2 separate regions of the Mus musculus genome follow, and region 1 is linked to region 2. The links are chromatin contacts, called in public HiChIP or PLAC-seq maps. All regions are on one chromosome and are shown on one strand. Each heading gives the region's core, a stretch centred on a gene start, on an enhancer-like site or on the middle of the called end of the contact. The rest is flanking DNA. Distances are from core to core; before and after follow the strand shown.

Evidence for each region. HiChIP or PLAC-seq counts read pairs in DNA pulled down with a chosen protein or histone mark.
Region 1: an H3K27ac HiChIP or PLAC-seq map of VIP interneurons shows a contact between it and region 2, with 5 times the contacts expected there. The contact joins the enhancer-like site here to the promoter of 1700012D16Rik in region 2. A contact is called at or near these places in 3 of 484 Hi-C or Micro-C datasets (forebrain, nephron progenitors and trophoblast stem cells) and 5 of 115 datasets of contacts at active chromatin or transcription factors (SST interneurons, VIP interneurons, bone marrow-derived dendritic cells and 2 more).

What each region holds. Positions count from the first base shown.
Region 1 is chr3:153,488,013-153,493,070 of GRCm38.p6, forward strand. All of the region lies in intron 2 of St6galnac3 (ST6 (alpha-N-acetyl-neuraminyl-2,3-beta-galactosyl-1,3)-N-acetylgalactosaminide alpha-2,6-sialyltransferase 3), which reads right to left. Among named protein-coding and RNA genes, the nearest start is that of Gm46831, 19 kb to the right of the region's middle. Within about 2 kb of position 2,004, at least 14 of the 459 cell types and tissues checked have an H3K27ac peak or open chromatin away from gene starts, as enhancers often do. A contact at or near this core is called in VIP interneurons, where this site is marked.
Region 2 is chr3:153,294,848-153,300,072 of GRCm38.p6, forward strand. It overlaps 1700012D16Rik (RIKEN cDNA 1700012D16 gene), which reads right to left and starts at 3,802. Exons shown (of 2, transcript NR_126464.1): 1 at 3,730-3,802; 2 at 1,655-2,160. The region is part of intron 3 of St6galnac3 (ST6 (alpha-N-acetyl-neuraminyl-2,3-beta-galactosyl-1,3)-N-acetylgalactosaminide alpha-2,6-sialyltransferase 3); the gene reads right to left.

The sequences.
Region 1 (5,058 bases), core at 754-3,253, 190 kb after region 2:
GCCTAGATACCTGGTGTCTTAGGGTTTCTATTGCTGCAATGAAACACCATGACCAAACAGCAAGTGAAGGGGTTTAGTTGGTTTTTCTTACTTCCATATTGCTGTTCCTTCAACCATATTGCTATATTCCAATATATCCTTACTGAAGGAAGTCAGGCAGGATAGGAACTCACACAGGGCAGGAACATGGAAGCATGAGCTGATACAGAGGCCACGGTGGGGTGCTCTTGCCTACTGGCTTGCTTCATGGGGCTGGCTCAACATGCTTTCTTATAGAACGCAGACAGGACCACCAGCATGGTTTCACCCACAATGGGATGGGCCCTCCCCCACTGAGAAAACACCTTAAAACTTGATCTCATGGAAGTATTTCCTCAGCTGGGGCTCCTTCCTTCTGATGGCTCTAGCTTGTGTCAAGTTGACACATAAAACCAGCCAGTCAACTGGGTGAGGTCCAGGGCAAGGAGAGACCCCATCTCAGCCATCAAGATGGTGGACAGCGCCTGGAAAAAGACCTCAAGTCTTTCTGTGGCCTCTACACGTATGCAACACATGGTGCAACATGCACCCCACACACTCTTGCCTCCCCAGGAACCTAATACATACAAGTACACAAAGTCACACAAGGGTCAAAGCCCCACCGACTCTCAAGCCTCTGAGATTCTGCCAGTCTTGTTAACATTGGTTGGCCAAGGTTTCTCAAACACACACATTCCCGGGAATTCTTGTTAAAATGCAGATTTTAATTAGATAGGACCAGAAGTTCGAATTTCTAACCAATACCAAGTGATGACAGCTCAAGGGCATAAATCATGAGAGCCTGCTTTTTAGCTCTTAGCCTTAAGACAATTCACAAAGACCTCCTTCCAGACCAGCATCTCAAACTCTAGAGTCCCCCAGGGCTTCCCAGGCCAGCATCTGGCTACTGACCGGGCAGCTAGAGTGCCAGGCAGGCAGGCGTGAGTGACAAGTGACAGGGTGATGCTCTACACTCCTGAGCTGGCCGAAGCCTAGCCCTGGATTAAGCAACAATGAAGGAGAGATACAGAAGCCAGGTAGCTGAGTCTGAAGACTGGAAGCTAGGCTGGGCTCTGCAAGGGAACCTGTCAGCTCTCCAGCTATGAGCAGATGTCCCTGTATGTATGAGAAGTGAGTCTCTGTTGCCTGTTCTCTGGCAGCCCTGGGTAGGCTGGAATCCTGGGCACTCCCTTCAATCACCCACAGAGCAGTGGAGGAAGGCAGCTGTGGAGTCCCATGGGAGGAGAGGGAGGTTGGATGGCCTCTCGGCCTCAGGGGGGCGTGGTCCTGGAGTCAGTCCTCTGGCTGCTTTCCCTTGCTTCATATTGCTCTCATCAATAACTATTGATAAATGAAACCATTCTCATATATGTGTGTGTACTGCCTCATACCAGTATTTACCAAGGGAGGGAGCTGAGATGTTTGGGCCTTAGTTCTTTTTATTTTGAACTACTTTTTAATGACTCATTCTCCTTACCAACACAATGGGCTTAATAGCTCAATGATTATTTGGGGGCATTTTAAAGTCCAGAGGGGATGAACGTTATAAGTTTCCCAATGTGCTGAGATTCCATCGATGACAAAGAGCCAAATGGCACAGCAAGTGCCTGGGTTATAACAAAAGATACTGTTTAGAATTGGAGGCTTCTAGGCTGACTGAGGTTCCGTTACAGAGAAAAATGAGAGGACATTCGCTAGCAATGGAAATACCTGTCTGGCAAGTCTGTATGATTCAGAGAAGTATGTCTGGGATCAAGGTTCTATTCTTGCAATGCATAATTGAAATGATGCCAAGAGTTCGGTATTACCCGGCTCTACCTTGCTTCCCCTGTGTGAATGCAATCTACCCTACGCTCCCCTTGGCAAGCTAATGGCACTCTGAGGAAATCCACAGTGAGAAATTACAGCCTCCTCCTGGCCTTCTGGGCTGCCTCACGCATTTTAATCTTGGCCTCCTGACAGAAGGGCTCTGGGAATGTGACCCTGTCCTCCATACTTGCTTATTATCCTTCTTGGAAGCATGCGCCCTTATTAAAATCCATGGGATCGGTTCAGCTGCGGCACGGCTGGCTAGCCCAAATTGGAAAAAATGGAAATAGCAAGCAAGAGGAAAACAATTTTACATCCTCCTTTGGATCAATAAAATTAATATTTTTCATTAAGAATAAATCATTCTCCTTGCAACATGACTGGAGATGTGTGGACACCAATGCAGACTGGAATACATATATATAATCGTAAGACATACTTGTTTGTTTGACAAATATTTCTGGAGCATCTACATTGTGTTGGGCAGTGTTTGTCTCTTGAAAACACCATTGAAAAAGTGTTACAATCCTTAGCCATCTCTCTCCATTGAGAGAGGTCTTAGGAAGAAGCCTTCTATACCCTAAGGATCACATGTAGGTGCAGGCATTTTTATCAAATAGTAAAACTATGTACACCGTCCTGGGATGAACTAATAAAGTCAGAGAGGAACTAGCTGTCATCGAGAGAAGCACGTTGGAAGAGCTGGAGTCATAAGTGACTGAATATACCATGGCCTTGCTTTAGGATGAAGCTGGGCCATCCCAAATGGCACCCCTCCTGAGACCCAGATCAGCCTGTAAATCTGTGGCTCTCTCAGGAAGTTCTGAGTAGCATCGACCATATTTGGAGACAAGAGAAGAACAAAGAGAAGTAGAAGCAGGGAGGACAGCAACAAAGTGCACAGAATCCGAGGTATCTTGGCGAGGCTCTCCCAGGGAACAGGCGCCACTGACCGGGGGTGGGGGGTGGGGGGGGTGGGGGGGTGGGGGTGGGGGTTGTGAAGGAAGGCAGGAAAAAAATGAGAGACGGGAGGAAGGAGAAAGGAGGAGGGATAATCAACCCATCACAAACTCGGGGATCTTGCATGGGCAGAGGGTTTTTTGGTCAAGTATTAGAACCATCCTAGCTGCTGAGCACAGAACAGGGGCACACCAGGGGCATGAGGTAGAGGACACTTACTAAAAGACCGAGAGATAAGCAGTGTCAGTGTGCTGAGTCAGAGAGTGGAGGAATGGGGCAGGCTGCTCTGTGTTTAATCCAGAGTGAATCTGCATGGTTTAAGCCTTGAACAACGCAGCAGGAAGGTTTAGAGACAGAGAAGCCTGGAGAAGTGGACAGAGGCATAGCCTGTGAGGTCTCAGGGACTATGTGTGGACCGACTCACAACACAAGCTCTCACTTGAAAGCCAGCTCCTCCTCTGCCCAGAGGGACATCATCAGCCCTGCCCTAGTGGAAAGGCTTCATCCTGGTCTTGCTTCTATTCAGGGAAGTGGTATGGGCTCTGTTCCACAGAAGGTGACTTCAGAGGACACAAAGAACCTCCTCTAGTCTCAACACAGAGGGATGAACGCAAGGCAAACAACTGCAACTTTTGCCCAACTTTTCTAAATATCCCTAAGACTGTTTACAGAATTAGAACACAAGGGGGAAAAAGAGAGAGAGAGAGAAAGGTAGATGTAGTGGGGGAGCCAATCGTGAGACTCCAGGGAAGAGAAATGAATTCTATGTGGCCTCCCGCTGCTGGCTGATTCCCAGGGAGAGCACTCTAGCACACTCATCTCCCACAGAGCTCTGAACCAAGTGCCAGTTCCCTTTGGGTGTCCCCATTGTCATTAACCAGGAAAAGCTCCATTAAAAACACTTACTTGGTGGAAGGCATTCTGCCCACACCAAACTGAATTAACCCTGAGCAAGAGAAATTGAGACTACAAGGAAATTTATAGCACTAATGACTTTAACAATTCTAAGCTGATTAACAGGAGGCCACGAACTGAAATCCTTGCGTTCCAATCAATCTTCCAGGAAACTCCAGGCACGAGCACTTAAGGGAGAAAATTCCATGTGATATTCTAAGCAGGCATCCCCATGAAAGCAGGGGAGTGATCAGAAAAGGCACACTACAATGGCAAGTGGGGTGGTAACTCTTCACTAGCCAGCCTATTCTGCGAATAAGTGGCTAGTTCTCCATTTCTATCTGTCACCCATACACCCTGATTCCTTCACAAGAAAAAGTGTAGAGCTCCTAAGAGGGAGGGCTGCTCTAATCCATTGAAGGTGAAAAGATAACAGGAAGAAAACATGAAGATTCTAATAGATTCAAATGTTGTCATGTTAGAATTGTTACCTGCAGGCAGTGAACAGATTGAATGATTCACCAGGAAAGGTGAAGAACGACCACCTAGTCCAGCATGCAAGTGGGACACTGCGGAGAACGTAGGAAATAGTTGTCATGGTTTAAAAGGAACTCAAACAGGTTGTTGTAGAGACAGAAACAAAGGCAAAAGCTCCCGTGCTCACTACATAGCGCCTTGATGAGGGAGGCATTGGATGATTGCATGTCCACAGAGTGACTATAAACAGGAACACATCTGGAAATGGCTCTCTGGGCATCTGTCTGCCTGATGAATTTCTCATCAATATTCCATAGCAGAAACAGCTCATCACCAGGGGGGCAAAAACCCACTCCATTTTCAGTCTTCTTCCCAGAATTCATGAACAAGTAATCCTTCAAGAGAGGAAGCTGTATGGCTGTTCATCCCCTGCCTCCCCCCCCCCCCACACACACACAGCACACCTCAGTCGGAACATTCAACGGTCAGGTTCACAAGGGTCTCATTCAAAATGCCAGCTTCTCTCTCAGGATTACCAGCCATTTGAGAATCACTGGTTGGCAGGAAGTTTCCCCTGTCAGCTTCTGCCCCATCATGAATTGGAGGGCAGGGACTCTAACAGCTACATTTTCCCATCATATATGGAGGATTGGGAATCTAACAGCTACATTTTCTTTGCACTAGGATCTTGGATGTCTATTAGACACTGCCAACAGGATGCAAGCCATCATGGTCTGCAGTGCTGGAGATGGAGTTAATCTTCCCCTATCACTGGTAGCTGAAAGATGGCCTCTGTCAGCCAGACAATTTCTCAAGATTTCATTTTCAACTAGATACTAGATTTGAAATATGGAAAAAAAAAAGTCACACTTCCCAGAACCCTCATGCTGTTACCCAACC
Region 2 (5,225 bases), core at 2,552-5,051:
GCCTCATGTCTCTCTCATGCACAGATTTTAAATGGCAACTTGATCTGGCCCCAAGTTTAAGAATCATCTTTGATAAGCTTTTCCTCACTCCCCTCATCCATGGGTGGGCGAAGAAATCTGAATTGCAAAAGAACCTTCAAATTCAACTAGTTCACGGCACCAGGCGAAACCTTGTCATATCGAGGCCATCCGTGCCCCATCACAACGCTCCCACCCTTTCTGCTCCTGCTTCCCGCCAAGCCACTCCTCAGTAGCATCCAGAGAAACCTTTCAAAACACCAATCCTGATTTGAATTGTTTAATTGCATTCTATTACTCTTACAATGAAGTTCAAAGTCCTCATAGTGGCCTAAAAGGCACTGCACAGCCTCAGGTTCGTTAAATGCAAGCACAAACTGCAACGGGGATAATTTCCCTAACACTCTGTGGCTCTCTAAAATTAACATGTCCAGTGTTTACTGACAGCCAAGTTTGTCTCCGTCAGAGCACCTACTACCATACAGTACACATACATACACACACAATATGTATGCACATTCATACACACCTGCACATATACATACATAGATGCACACACACTCACACACATATACACATACACACATATATGCACATGCACACACAAGTACATTCATATACATTCATATACATACATGAACATCATCGACAAACATACAGTTGTACATATGCATACAAACATGAGCATATATACATATATGCACATACAGACACATGCATGCAAACATACATGCCCACATTCACACACACACACATATACACATTCATACATACACAGGTATAGATACACAAACACATGCACATACAGATACATGTATACATGCATGCACACACACTTGTACACACACATATGCACATATGTGCACCTACATGCACACAAGTACATGTGCATGCACATAACACAGGCACACACATACAGACATATGTTGATAGATTAATTATCAGTTGATATGTAATTGGCTACTTCTATCTCCCCTTCTAGAATCTATATCCTTAAGGGCATGGGTTCTCTACAGCTCTGTTTCATCACATTCTCCAAGCATATAGACAGATAAATAAATGTGGTTAGTGCATGATCAGAGCTGCAAACATGCACATAGCTTCACCAACCTTTGTAAAACACTGATTAGAAAGAGATTTCATTTCCTGGTCCCTGAAACTAAAAGGTCTTGGAATGACTGCTTTGTATTTGAAAAAAATGTGAATTCATATGTACCCTGGGTGTGATCAGGAGGGCTATGCCGATAGCCTTTCAGGGATTCACAATGGTGGGTTGCTTTTCTGTTCTCTGGGATGGATCACCTTCTTTGGTCTAGCTCTGAAGCTTATGAGCCCCAGACTCTAATCATGGCTCTGGAACTCATAGCTGAATGCCAGACAAGGGAAGCGTAGAGATACAGAGTATCTACCTCAAATGTACGCTTTGCATTCTAGGAGGATGTAGCAGCGCGCTGGTGTCTGACTTGATTCCAAGTTACAAAGTGAAAAGTTATTAGAAGTAACCCTGATCCCACATTCTACTTGACCCTATGGCATCCGAGTTCATCACAGTGGGTTCTCAGTCAGAAAAGCAAGGGCTGGGCCAGCCCGTCAGAGCACGTTCCCAGCAGAGCCTTGCATTGCAGCACATAGGTTATTACATCAAATTATTTACTGAGCTCCAGATGTTTCGGATCCCGACCTTCCCTGAGTAAGTGGCTGTCCAAGACAGGCACTCGTGTCCAAACAATGCAGCCGGCACTTAACTGGAGGCTTCCGCAGCTGTCGAATGTTCTCCGGTGATCTGAAATCGCTTTTCATCTCTGTCACAATCACACACAAATGGGGCATTTCCTCTCTGTGTTGTGATTAAAAACTCAAAAGAACTTCTGAAATCATTACCAACTTTTCTGGGGCTGAGTTGTTCTCCCGAGCAGCAAGCTGATTGTCACATTATCGGCATTTGGAAAATGGCAGCATTCCAGACGTGCCCACGGAAAGCAAGACTGGGACATCACAATGGAAGCAGCGGAAAGGAGGGTAGGGGCGAGGCCCAGATGGCGGCATTTCCCATCAGACATCGGTGCCTCTCAGGGCTGCCACATGCAACTGCAACCCTTTAATTGGATTGTGGCATTCCATTAATATCGAGGACCGCTGTCCCTAATGAGCAAGCAAACAGGAGGTAGCTTATCACCACGCCTCTCATGTCTAACCTGCCTATCTACTAAGTGGGTATTATTAGGAAAGAATTAATTGCATTCCTGTGCGTACCGCTGAGTCTGAGTACACTCGGTTCTTAGGGACATGATTACTTGAAATAGCTGATCATTTCAATTGACTACTGAGAGTAGCTACCAACCATTAGATAAAAATGGTGTGCAGTGTGTGTGTGTGTGTGTGTGTCCGTCCCAGACAAGGGAGATGCGTTTGATATTTGTACAACTCATGTTAGAAGACACAGTAGCCCCAGCTTTTGCCTGCCACAGGTAATCCCCTAAATTAGGATGTAAATAGTGGAAGTAATCTTTTCATAGCAGGGCCTGCATATTGAGCACTTGTGTCACACTGGAACCTGGTATCAGTCTTGTGGCACTGCTCACAGCTTGGATGTGACAATGTAGGAGAACATTGGCTTGTCTCTGAGAGCATAATGTTATATGTTCTAGATTCACACTTGACAGAGAACAGAGAGCCCAGCCATCCTTCCAGCTTGCCCTTCCAGCTTGGACATGTTTGTTAGCTTTTGCCAATCTGACACAAACTAAAGACACCCAAGAAGCAGGAACCTTGACTGAGGACTTGCTTCCGTTAGACCGGCATGAAAGTAGAACATTTTCTTTCTTGTTAGATAATGAGGAGTGCCCAGCCCACTGTGGGCATTGCCACTACAGGCAGTAGGTCTGGGTTGTGCTAAAAAAATGCAGCTAAGCAAGCCATGGAAAGCAAGCTGAGAACCAGCTTTCCTCCACGGCTGGTGCTTCAGTTCCTGCCCTGGTGTGTGATGTGGAAATGAAAGCCAAGTAAATCCTTTTCTCCCCCAAGTTGGGTTGCTTAGTGCTTTACCACAGCAACAAAGGCAGTGAGAACACTGAGTGTGTTGACGGCTCCAGGATGAAGGCGTCCGTATCTAAGCACAAGGCTAGGTCATTCTCTAGGGATTGTTCCTTCTGTCCGTTTGGAGACTTGGGCACAGTGGGGAAATGGCCTATGTCTTCACTTCTGCTTTTGTAGCAGGAATTAGTAAATAGCCTTTAAGCCTGATATTACAAAGTAGTGTTTTGGAATTTCACCCTAAATTTCTGTTATGATAAAACACATAACCATGTACCCCTATGAGATTCACCAAGGCAGTGTGTCCTGAACTGTGCCCTGCCACAGAAGCATTCAGCTGCTCCCCACCCTGGATGGCAGTAGAGATGCTGAGCTTCGTGCCTGCCCCGGGAGGTGTTTAGTGGCCTGATAATTCATTTAGCCATAGGACTTTCAAAAAATATGGTTCATTTTTTTACAAACGTGAAGAGTCTTATGTGGCTAGAGCTGAGGACATCTGTTTACGGGGTAGAGGAAGACAGCCGGAGTGTGGTGAGGGAAGGTTTGAAAGCCTCAGTGGCCTCGGAAAGGGCACATGTCCCCATGAAAAGCTGAGCAGTTAGCCAGACCACAGGCATTCATAGTCGATCGCAGAATAACTTACTACAGACATTCACAGTGGAATGTGAAAAAACTTACAACATGCTTGGAGGAAGACAACAGGGAGATGCTTTAAGGAGAAGTCTATTGCAGCGGGATATCCAGCACTTCTGAACGACAACTTTGACATGCAGGTGAGAGAAAGGACCAGGTGCTTGGGGCGGGGCTCTGAGAAGCAATGTGGCAGTGTGAGGAAATAAAGGGGAACCCAGGAGGGGAGGGAGGGAGGGGAGGGGCCTCTCCCGATGGGATCCACCTATGTCATCTTGCAGCCCTGTTGGAGGAATGGATCAGTACTGACGGCCTCTGACTTGAAGTCACAGGGCAGGACCGACCTTTTCTGTCCCTCCTCTCCATGTTTATTGATTCCTCCTTCTCATCACCCTCTGAGCCCCATAGGTATAATTTTTTTAAATCCCTCCTGCTTCGGTCCATCCTTTCTTCTGGATCCCATGCTTCCATCCTGTGGTTCTTCTGGGTGCACGATGCGTCGTTTTTTTTCCCCCTCTTTCATCTGCATTTCTATATTGACATATTGGTGGCTCCTTCCCAGCTGCCAGCCTTTCTTAAACATCTCTACTCTGTGAACAGCCCACTCTAGAACCCGAACTTCCTAAAGCCACTGTCCCATCTGCTGGGCTCTTCCCTCCCACCTGAAGTTCTCCACTAGGAAGGACTCTGCCCACGCGCTCTCCGCAATCACTTTCTGACGGAACACAGACACCACTGCAGACGCGGATCTATACAAGTGGGACGTCATAGATCTTCAACCTTGAGGTTAAATCTCTATAGGTCCTTGTTCTGAACCCCACTACTTTTCATTTCAGTTTTGATCATGACACCGTTCTGAGCCTCTGCTACTCTGACCTGTGTGAAGTGATGCTGTCTCTGACCGCTTCCTCCCAGAATGCACCTGTGGCTCTCCTTTCTGTGTACTCTCCAGAGCTGGGTCCCTGGATCCATCTTGTTTCTCCTCTCTGGGTTTTAACTATCACTTCTGGGTCTCTACTTTACAGGTCAGAATTTCCTTCTCAGCCCTGTTGTTTGCAGTTCATAGTATTACTTTCATTTATTGTTGGCTACTTCTACTCCATGTCATATAGGAACTTTAAAATGAACACAATGAGAATAATCATACTCTTTGTCTGCATGCCTGTGCATATTATGTGTACTTTACAATGCACATTGTTCAATTAGTACATTATAAACTGGAGGGACACCCATCCTCATACCATCATTCCGCACGTTGGCCTTTCTTAGGTCCTCTTCAAGTCATCCATCTTTAGTCCACTCATCTATTCCTGCCTAAGTTGAAGCTCTTTGCCTGGATCGCAGAAATACTTGACTACCTAATCTACCACCCACAGTCCCTGCTTCAGGGAATGCCGACACCAACACAAGTCCCCACATCTCCAAATCTGACCTCTCAGCTTCCTCTGCTTGGTGTTCTAAGTCTCTATAATACTCATGCTGCAACTCAGAACACACTACAGGATTCACACCGCCCCTCCTCCGACACTCCTTCTTCTCCTTCC